3 separate regions of the Gossypium arboreum genome follow, and all the other regions are linked to region 2. Evidence: chromatin contacts called from public Hi-C data. All regions are on one chromosome and are shown on one strand. The core of a region is the stretch at or near the end of the contact, and the rest is flanking DNA. Distances in the headings are between cores, read along the strand shown. Region 1 holds the start of LOC108465422. Region 2 holds the start of LOC108450527 (protein NRT1/ PTR FAMILY 4.6-like). Region 3 holds the start of LOC108451864 (nudix hydrolase 1).

Evidence for each region. A called contact is a pair of places that touch in the nucleus more often than the background predicts.
Region 1: a Hi-C map of leaf shows a contact between it and region 2, with 2.7 times the contacts expected there. The contact joins the promoter of LOC108465422 here to the promoter of LOC108450527 in region 2. A contact is called at or near these places in 2 of 5 Hi-C or Micro-C datasets (both in leaf).
Region 3: a Hi-C map of leaf shows a contact between it and region 2, with 5 times the contacts expected there. The contact joins the promoter of LOC108451864 here to the promoter of LOC108450527 in region 2. A contact is called at or near these places in 2 of 5 Hi-C or Micro-C datasets (both in leaf).

What each region holds. Positions count from the first base shown.
Region 1 is chr13:18,002,028-18,004,727 of ASM2569848v2, forward strand. LOC108465422 reads left to right here and starts at 1,254. Exons shown (of 8, transcript XM_017765746.2): 1 at 1,254-1,754; 2 at 2,040-2,164; 3 at 2,494-2,531. The coding sequence starts at 1,494.
Region 2 is chr13:17,857,892-17,860,748 of ASM2569848v2, forward strand. It overlaps LOC108450527 (protein NRT1/ PTR FAMILY 4.6-like), which reads right to left and starts at 1,419. Exons shown (of 5, transcript XM_017748192.2): 1 at 1,237-1,419; 2 at 1,008-1,113; 3 at 696-913. The coding sequence starts at 1,347.
Region 3 is chr13:18,105,593-18,108,292 of ASM2569848v2, forward strand. LOC108451864 (nudix hydrolase 1) reads left to right here and starts at 1,319. Exons shown (of 2, transcript XM_017749557.2): 1 at 1,319-1,571; 2 at 1,659-2,132. The coding sequence starts at 1,436. The coding sequence ends at 1,957. LOC108489906 (probable isoprenylcysteine alpha-carbonyl methylesterase ICMEL1) reads left to right here. Exons shown (of 10, transcript XM_017794635.2): 9 at 161-251; 10 at 347-723. The coding sequence ends at 508.

The DNA of each region.
Region 1 (2,700 bases), core at 4-2,503, 140 kb after region 2:
AATCATGCTTGCATTTGAACTAACTTATGAACAGAAATTTCCTTTGAACATTCATTTATTTCAGCAAACTCATGTGAAAAGAATAAAACATACTTGAAAATATTAAAAATTCTTGCAAATATTGTCTTACCTCCTCTTTAAACAGAAACAATATCCTCATTGCGAAAACAAAGTAATGAATGAAAACTGAACACATGTGGGGTTGTAAGAAAAGAGAAGTGAGTCATAAAGACTGCTTATCATAACTGAAAATTCTGATTTCTTCATAGCATTTGAAGAAGCAGGCATAGGAATAGTCAATTCAGGACCAATACTTGGTTCAACTAGCTCATCAGAATTCAGCTCCACACTTGGTTCAGAGTTGTTTAGTTCTTTTATTGATTCAGGATTGTTCAATTCTTCTTCAGATTTTGCTCCTTTTGTCTTATCAACTGAGTTAGCTTCCGGTTAAGATTTATTTGATGACTCATTAGTTTTTGGTTCAGTTGGTTCACTCAATTCAATTGGGTTTAACTCATGGATATTCTCTACTAACCTTTCAAGATCATGCCTTGTGATGCAACCTTGAACATACTGGCCCTTCAAGTTTGCTTTTGATTTAACTTAGGCCCTTAAGCAAAGTGAAGTAATCAATGATGGAAAGTAGACACTTTCTGCCTTTTTTCTAGCACAATCGTGGATCTCCTTAAGAATAATTTTTCCAACATTGATAGACTTTTCTGTCATAATTGCATATAACAAAAACATTCGTTCCATCGATATGGTAGAACTATGTGAGATAGGCATGAAGCTATATCGAACAAAGTAGAACCATACCGTAGCCAATGACTTTGATTGCACCAAAGCTATCGTTCCATCTGTTGTTGAACATGCAGCAATCAAAGTCACAACAATTAATATTATGATATATAAAACATCAATTCTAAAAGCTTTTAAACAAGTACTATGGATTATTTGTAAATTTTAATATTTATAAATCACATTCTAGATATTTAGAGAAGCAAGTTAACTTATAAAGAAATAGAGTTACTTGAGATTGAATTCAAATTCTTATGCTTACAACGTAATATTTTTACCCTTGAACCAAGGGATTATAGACAAATATAAATGAATTTAGCTAAAATTTGAAACCTATATTTCAAATAAAAAAACTTAAATAACCATGAATTGCACCATAAACATTTTGAGTTACACCAAAGCTCTAGCTGTTTTAAATAAATTCAATTTTTTTTAAAAAAAGTGAAAAACATAATAAAGGAGTTGGTTTCTACGGCCTTTATTTGTTCCTTTTAAAAGGGTCGCAATATGGGATCCGTTTAACGTAGTAGACTCAGAAAGGAAGAAAGCCTGATTTTTCGCATTTAAGACCAAAAGTTAATCGGTAGCCCAACCAAATCGGACCTCGTTTCTCGGACCCCCTCCATCATGCAAAGCCATTAAACCAAACCTTTAAAATCTCCGGCGTACGCCCTCCCCTTCCTCCGCCTTCCATTATGGCTTTCTCTGCTTCTCCCCACTGCGCACCTCCCTTACATCGTTTCGCCCTTCGCCGCTCTCCGCCGCCACAGCCGCCGCTCGCTTTCATGCGCTGCCCTTTCTTCTCCTCCTCCTCCTTTCGACCCGTTTACTTCTCCCCAGCTCCCACCCTGAGGATCATTGTCTCTGCCAAATCCAAGAAACCTTCCTCCGGGAGATCAGCCGATTCGACGTCGGCCTCCGCCATTGATTTTCTCACATTGTGTCACAGTCTCAAGGTATAAATGAAAACATAAACTTTTGCCCTTCGTTCTATTTCCTTCACGCTCTGTTTCGATTGAGTATAGTTTAATAGCTCTATTAGCTGTTTAGATACCAAGTAAGAGTAAACAAACATGGTCGAAGAGCTACAAATAGAAATTTAAGCTTGGGTTTTACGTGGTAAATATTTGTAGAGCGGTGTTATCTTTGCTTGAGCCCCACCTTTGTATCCCTCTGTCTTCAATTTGAATCATTCAGGGAAGAAAAGACTATAGTTACTGATGACTTTGTTAATCCTGTAGACCACAAAAAGGAAGGGTTGGATCAATCACGGGATAAAGGGTCCTGAATCAATTGCTGACCATATGTACCGCATGGCGTTGATGGCTTTGATCGCTGGTGACCTTCCTGGTGTGAATAGAGAAAGGTTCACTCTCATCATATCATATGATATATGTCAGGGCTCATGTTCTTCATTAAATTATCAACTTCCAAGTTTGTCAATCTGATTTATGTATTTTCTTTTTCTTTCATGGTAATTGATGGAAATGTTAGGAGGATGAGCTATTTCTTTTGTATTATTTTCTTTGAGCGGATTTAGCTTATAATAGAAGTTGGAGATGAGTTTATGTGATTTTTTATTCTTGCCTTTTCTTTTTTTTCAAACTTTTTTTGTTTTTTTGCTTTTTTGCTTTATGCTTTTGTTGGATGTTATTTAGGGAAGCTTTATGTCTTTTATCCATTCAACTTTTGCAGGTGTATTAAGATTGCAATTGTCCATGATATTGCAGAAGGTACTGTCCCATGTCTGCATCTTCTATCATTATCATTAGTGTACGTCAAATTTGCAATAGCCATGCTATACGAGTACTTATGATGTTAAAATCAGTAATGGTACAAAAGTTGTTTTCCTCAAAAGAGGGAAAAGGTAAACCTATAAATTAGGTACAATAGATGTTCTAC
Region 2 (2,857 bases), core at 169-2,668:
GGCACCTGTCTAGCAAAAGCCATCACCACCTGTTGCGTTGGCTTTATCGTGTGCTTTATTAGATACTATTGAAGATCAATAAGACAAGATAGATGTTACCATCTGTGCTGAAACTGAGAAAACAAAAGCATCCTCTTTTTGCAACACGTACGCCACATAATACTTTTAACCCCCCCCCCCCCTTTTAAGGCCAAGGCGTTGGCTTCCATTGGCTTACGTTCCAGGGGGACCCCAACGCAAACACTGGCCTACTCCACGCCCCCACGTCTGAATTTTGTCACTTTATATAAAATTTGATGCTCTTTTGAAGAATATTTCAAAGCCTTAACCAACATAATCAATAGTTGATGTAAGCTTTTTTTTCATATGATGAAAGATGATAAACAGACCCTTTTATTGGTTTTTGTTTTGTTTTTGGTGTCTGAGAGAAGAAAAAGAGAAATTTATGGGACATTTATCACGAACACCTCGATGGTTGCACCTAAACAGACGGTGTTCCTTGGATCTATATGCCAAAGAGCTTGCGCCTGTGACAGGCCCCTAGGCCTTTAATGCTTCTACACACGGATTTTTGTCTTTATTTTTCTTTTAAAACGGTATCCCATATCTGGTTTCATGCAAAAAAAATAATAATAATGCAAGTGACATGCAAACTACGGGAAAAAAACAAGTTTAAGAAACGGTGAAATTAGTACCAGGAATTCGATGAGTGCGCTTATGAGGTAGATGTGGTAAGTGGTGAAGAAAGCATCAGACAAGAAGCCACCAAGGAGAGCCAAAAGGAAAGCAGTGCCCATGAAATTGGTGACATTGTTTGCAGATTTTGATGGAGATAAGTGCATGTACTTTGACAGATACAGCACCAGGTTGCTTGCATTTGCCAAGTAGGCCAAGTTCTCTAGCACTTCCACAACTACACACAAACACATAGGATTCATCATTAGAACCATATGATAGAAAAAAAGAAAAAGAAGATAAAAATAGCATTTGTGGGAGTAAAGACTAACCCAAGGCAAAGGAAGCAGCAAGCATGCCACCATGTTTGCCCCTTAAAGCAGGCTTGTTCCTCCAATCCACATACCCTTCCCATCTAGTATCCTGATACCCTCCTTCCTATATTAAAAACTCATCATAAAAAAAGAGTTAGTAACTAAGAAATTTCGTTTTGTGTTTCTGTTAGAATGAAACAGAAAGGCAAGAACAAAGAGAAAAGAAAAAGGGAAAAGGGGAACCCACCATTGCTTTTTTTTGTTTTTGAAGTTGTATAGGATATGAGGTGAGAGAAGTGAAGATTTGAGTTGAAAAGCAAGGGGGCATGAGTGGTGGTGGGGGGTATTTAAAGAGCATTAGATTCAACTTGGAGGGAGAGAATGGCCTAAAAAGCCATTTAGAAAATGACTTTGATGGATCCCCCTTTGGAACCCCTTTTGCGTTTACTAAGAATTCTTCTTTTCTATTTTGAACTTTCTTATTCAAACAGCCCCCCCCCCCCCCCCTTTTTTTTAACGCATTAAAAAAGTCAAGACCACTCTATCTCCATGTGAATGCACAGGTTCTTATTATCAAACATTACTTACTATAGGTTACAATTAAATACTAGGTGAGAAGTATCCGATCCTCTTCGAAGTGTTTAAATTATTATAAACAAAATTAATCATTGCAAAGTTTAAAATAAATATAACTTGAACAAAAATAATAGTAAATAAAAATGCGTTAATTAAAACATAATTAAGATAAAGAACACGTAGCAACAACACAACCCTTTGATCTCGGGCCTTTGACTTTTATGAGTTGAGGAATTTATGAAGTAGATAAGGATTGAGCAATGCATATAACCAAAATTCATCTATTTTTTACACAAATAAAATCAATCCATGACGCAATTTGAAAATAAATTATTAAAAGAAGCAATGGCTTTATTTATTTATCATTATTATTACTGAAAGAGAGTATGACCATATATGAGGGATAAAAGGAATAGTGATGAAAGATGCAAATTGAGTCAAAATTTAGCATCATCTTAAGTTATATATCAACTTATAATTTGAATGAAGAAACAACTGAGAGAAATATTATTTATTATATTTACTTATAGTTTTAATGTCTCAACTTTAATCTCATAAATTTTACTTCTTTTGTTTTTATAATATTATTAATTTTGATTTTATGAGTTATTTTCATTAAAGTGATTTTTTTCTTTAAAAAACTTTTAACATATAAATTTATTATCGATTTAACTTTATTGATTAAATTTTCATATTACTTTAATTGTGTGATTGAATATATTTTTAAAAAAAATAGTGCAAGGGACTAATTTATATCAAATTAAGTAAAAAATTAAATCTCAAATTTTAATACAATAGGGATTAAAATCATAATTAAACTAGTAGATGGAAATACTTAATCTGTCGATTACTCTTAAAATTTTAAGTACTCTTCACAACATATAGTGACGATGGCCATGTGATATTTATAGTTTGTGCTTTAACATAATGTGTTTTCTTTTTTAGAATTGGCATAATTATTACAACTTTTATTGACAAAAAAATTACAATTTTCGGAAATCTTTATATAGTACAAAAACGAGCAATATTGTTTCTATAATATATAGTTTCAAAAACAAGGGTTACTAGGTAAAGTTAATTAAATGATTTGTAATTAGTTAAAATATGACTTGATATTTTTAAATGACGTAATATATTCATTTGATTTGTTGTATTTTAAAATATTAAAATTAATAAATTTAATCAGAAATTGGGTTAAGTTAAAAAGAAACTATTTATACTTTATAAAATTTATTCCAAGTCACATCATATTTTAAATTAATGTAATATTATTTACTTGAGTTTATCTCATT
Region 3 (2,700 bases), core at 69-2,568, 250 kb after region 2:
AGGCCCTTGATAATCATCATAGATTACAGCAATACTACTTTTCATTTTCTTCTTCTGCATCTAGATTGTTATGATGTTGCTATGTAGTGATTGTTGAATGACTAGGTCACAGCTGATTCAAATGCAGATTTCTTATAACAAGTTTTCCTTCTCCTTGCAGTCAAAATTTTGCTGATACGCTTCGAAGAGTTGGAGGGAAAGCAGAATCCATATTGTATGATGGAAAGACTCACACAGATTTGTTTCTTCAGGTAATGGAAGAAGTAACCATGCTTTGTGTTTTGTTTTATTTTGGGTGAATGTTGTATAAATATTCTGCCAACATACATGTAAAATAAATAATCAGGATCCCATGAGAGGCGGCAGAGATGAGATGTTTGAAGATGTTGTTGCCATCATACATGGTGAAGATGAAGCAGCCCTTGCAAAAGATGCCGTGGCGCCTCCAAGAAGACGCCTTGTACCTGAGTTCATGTTGAAATTGGCTCATGATGTCAGCCCTTTCTAGCCATTCATCATTTACTCTCAGATGCTATGAAAATGAATTGTAGCCATGACTATAACATTAATATAACAACAATGGAAGTAAGTTTGTAGATGATCTTTACCAGGCCTTTTATCCCCCTTCATTTAATCCTATTTGATATCTTTTAACATGGGTTTCGGAACAAGACAAGAAAATTAAATTTAAGTTCAGTAATGGATTGGATTGTTTCTTACTTACATAGAGCTGTGTTTGTTAATATAAATTAGGGTTAATTACACCAATGTCCCCACACCGTGGTCTAGATTCTAAAATGCTCATCAAACTTAAAAACATTTTAATTAAATCCTTAAAATACAATAACATGTTTAAAAACAGTCAAATTATATATATATATATATATATATATATATATATATATATAAGTCAAGCTAATATTTAATACTTAAATAGATAGTTAATTAATACAATATTAATATTTGAAGATACAATTAAAATATTTTAAATGAATTTAATACACTTTTAAAAATTTCATCTCTTTACATATTTTAATCTCACCGTATGTATGTTATTATAAACGTATCTCTCTTCTAAAAAAAGAGTTGCATATTATTGTTTTCATATTTAGATCGATTGAGATATCAATCTGAATCTATTAAAATTTTTAATAATTTATTTAGTTAAACCGGTGCAACTTCCACAATAGCATCCTAACTACGAAGAATGTTATCAGTGACGACAGAGATAGACAAAGACAAAAAACAGAAGTCAAAATAGCAAGTTAAAACCAGCCCACCAACAAAGAAAGATGACTGGGCCGCGCACTTTCCCTTACATTTTGATAATATAATATATTATACGCCACCTTTGACTGCCTAATTGCGTTGTCCCCCAGTCTCCCTTCTCTTTATTACTAGTCCAGAGAACCCACCAACTGAACTGTCATTCGAGATGGAGGAAACACAGCCCGTGCCACGAGTAGGTGTTGTGCTGTTCGTGTTGAAGGGGAAATCGGTCCTCCTGGGTCGCCGCCGCGCCTCAATCGGTGAATCCACCTTTGCTCTCCCCGGCGGCCACCTCGAGTTTGGTCCGTCTCTCTCTCTCACTCAACTCACATCTCTACTTGTTTCGCTTTCATTAATTAAAAAAAAAAGGGCAAAATAATTGTTGGCAGGTGAGAGCTTCGAAGAGTGCGGAGCCAGAGAGCTGATGGAGGAGACGGGCTTGGTAATGGGGAAAGCAGACTTCTTAACAGTGACCAGTAAAGTCTTCCTGGACAAATCCAAACCCTGCCATTACGTCATCATCTTTCTCCGTGCAGTGCTGGCTGACCCTAATCAAGTTCCACAAAACCCGGAGCCAGACAAATGCGACGGCTGGGATTGGTATGACTGGGATAATCTGCCCCAACCTTTGTTTTCGACGCTTGACGAAATGGTACGAAGTGGCTTCAACCCCTTTCCCTCCACTTGACAGCCGCTGAATGAATACGTTTTCTATTCTTACATATTGCTTGCGTATAATTGATCCATGGGTTATTTTAATTTCATCATGATGTATTCAGTGACCAATGTTGTTTGTAATATGAATCTTAGATGGTGAACTTTTATGGTTTATATTATGTAGCTAAGTGATTTCAAGAGTGAAATTTGCATGGATTTTTTGTTCTTGTTATCTGGATTTTAAGATATATGCAAGGTAGTGGAGTTTTAATGTATTTAACAAATGCAAACTAGTAGCTTCCCTTTAATTAAGAAAAAGTAGATCTTCTTTCTGAAGGGAAAGGTGTACCGCTAGGTGGAATTGTAAGGAGTTTGATATTTTTAAGCAAGATTTCGGATTCAAATATGGTCGACGAAGAAAATAATACTGAGAGCGCTTTACTCTCTATTTAGTGGTCTGACTTGGCTTGACTCTGAATTTAGTCGAAACACAATATGACTATTGGATACCAGACAAAAAAAAGTAAAATTAAAAACCCCTCGTAAATTTCATGAATGCTGAGATGCTAAGTTGTTATTTTATATGGGCAGAATCAGCTACTTATGCTAATTCTCACTCTGCTCCTCCTGTAATGAAGCAAATGTCCTCGTTACCTTTGCTTCAGAAACTCATTTTCCCAGCCGTTGGAAATGTTTCGAGTCTTCATTTTTCTTAGAAGTATCTGTTTCCGATATAACCCTTCAAAGATCATTTCAATACATGATAAAACCTAA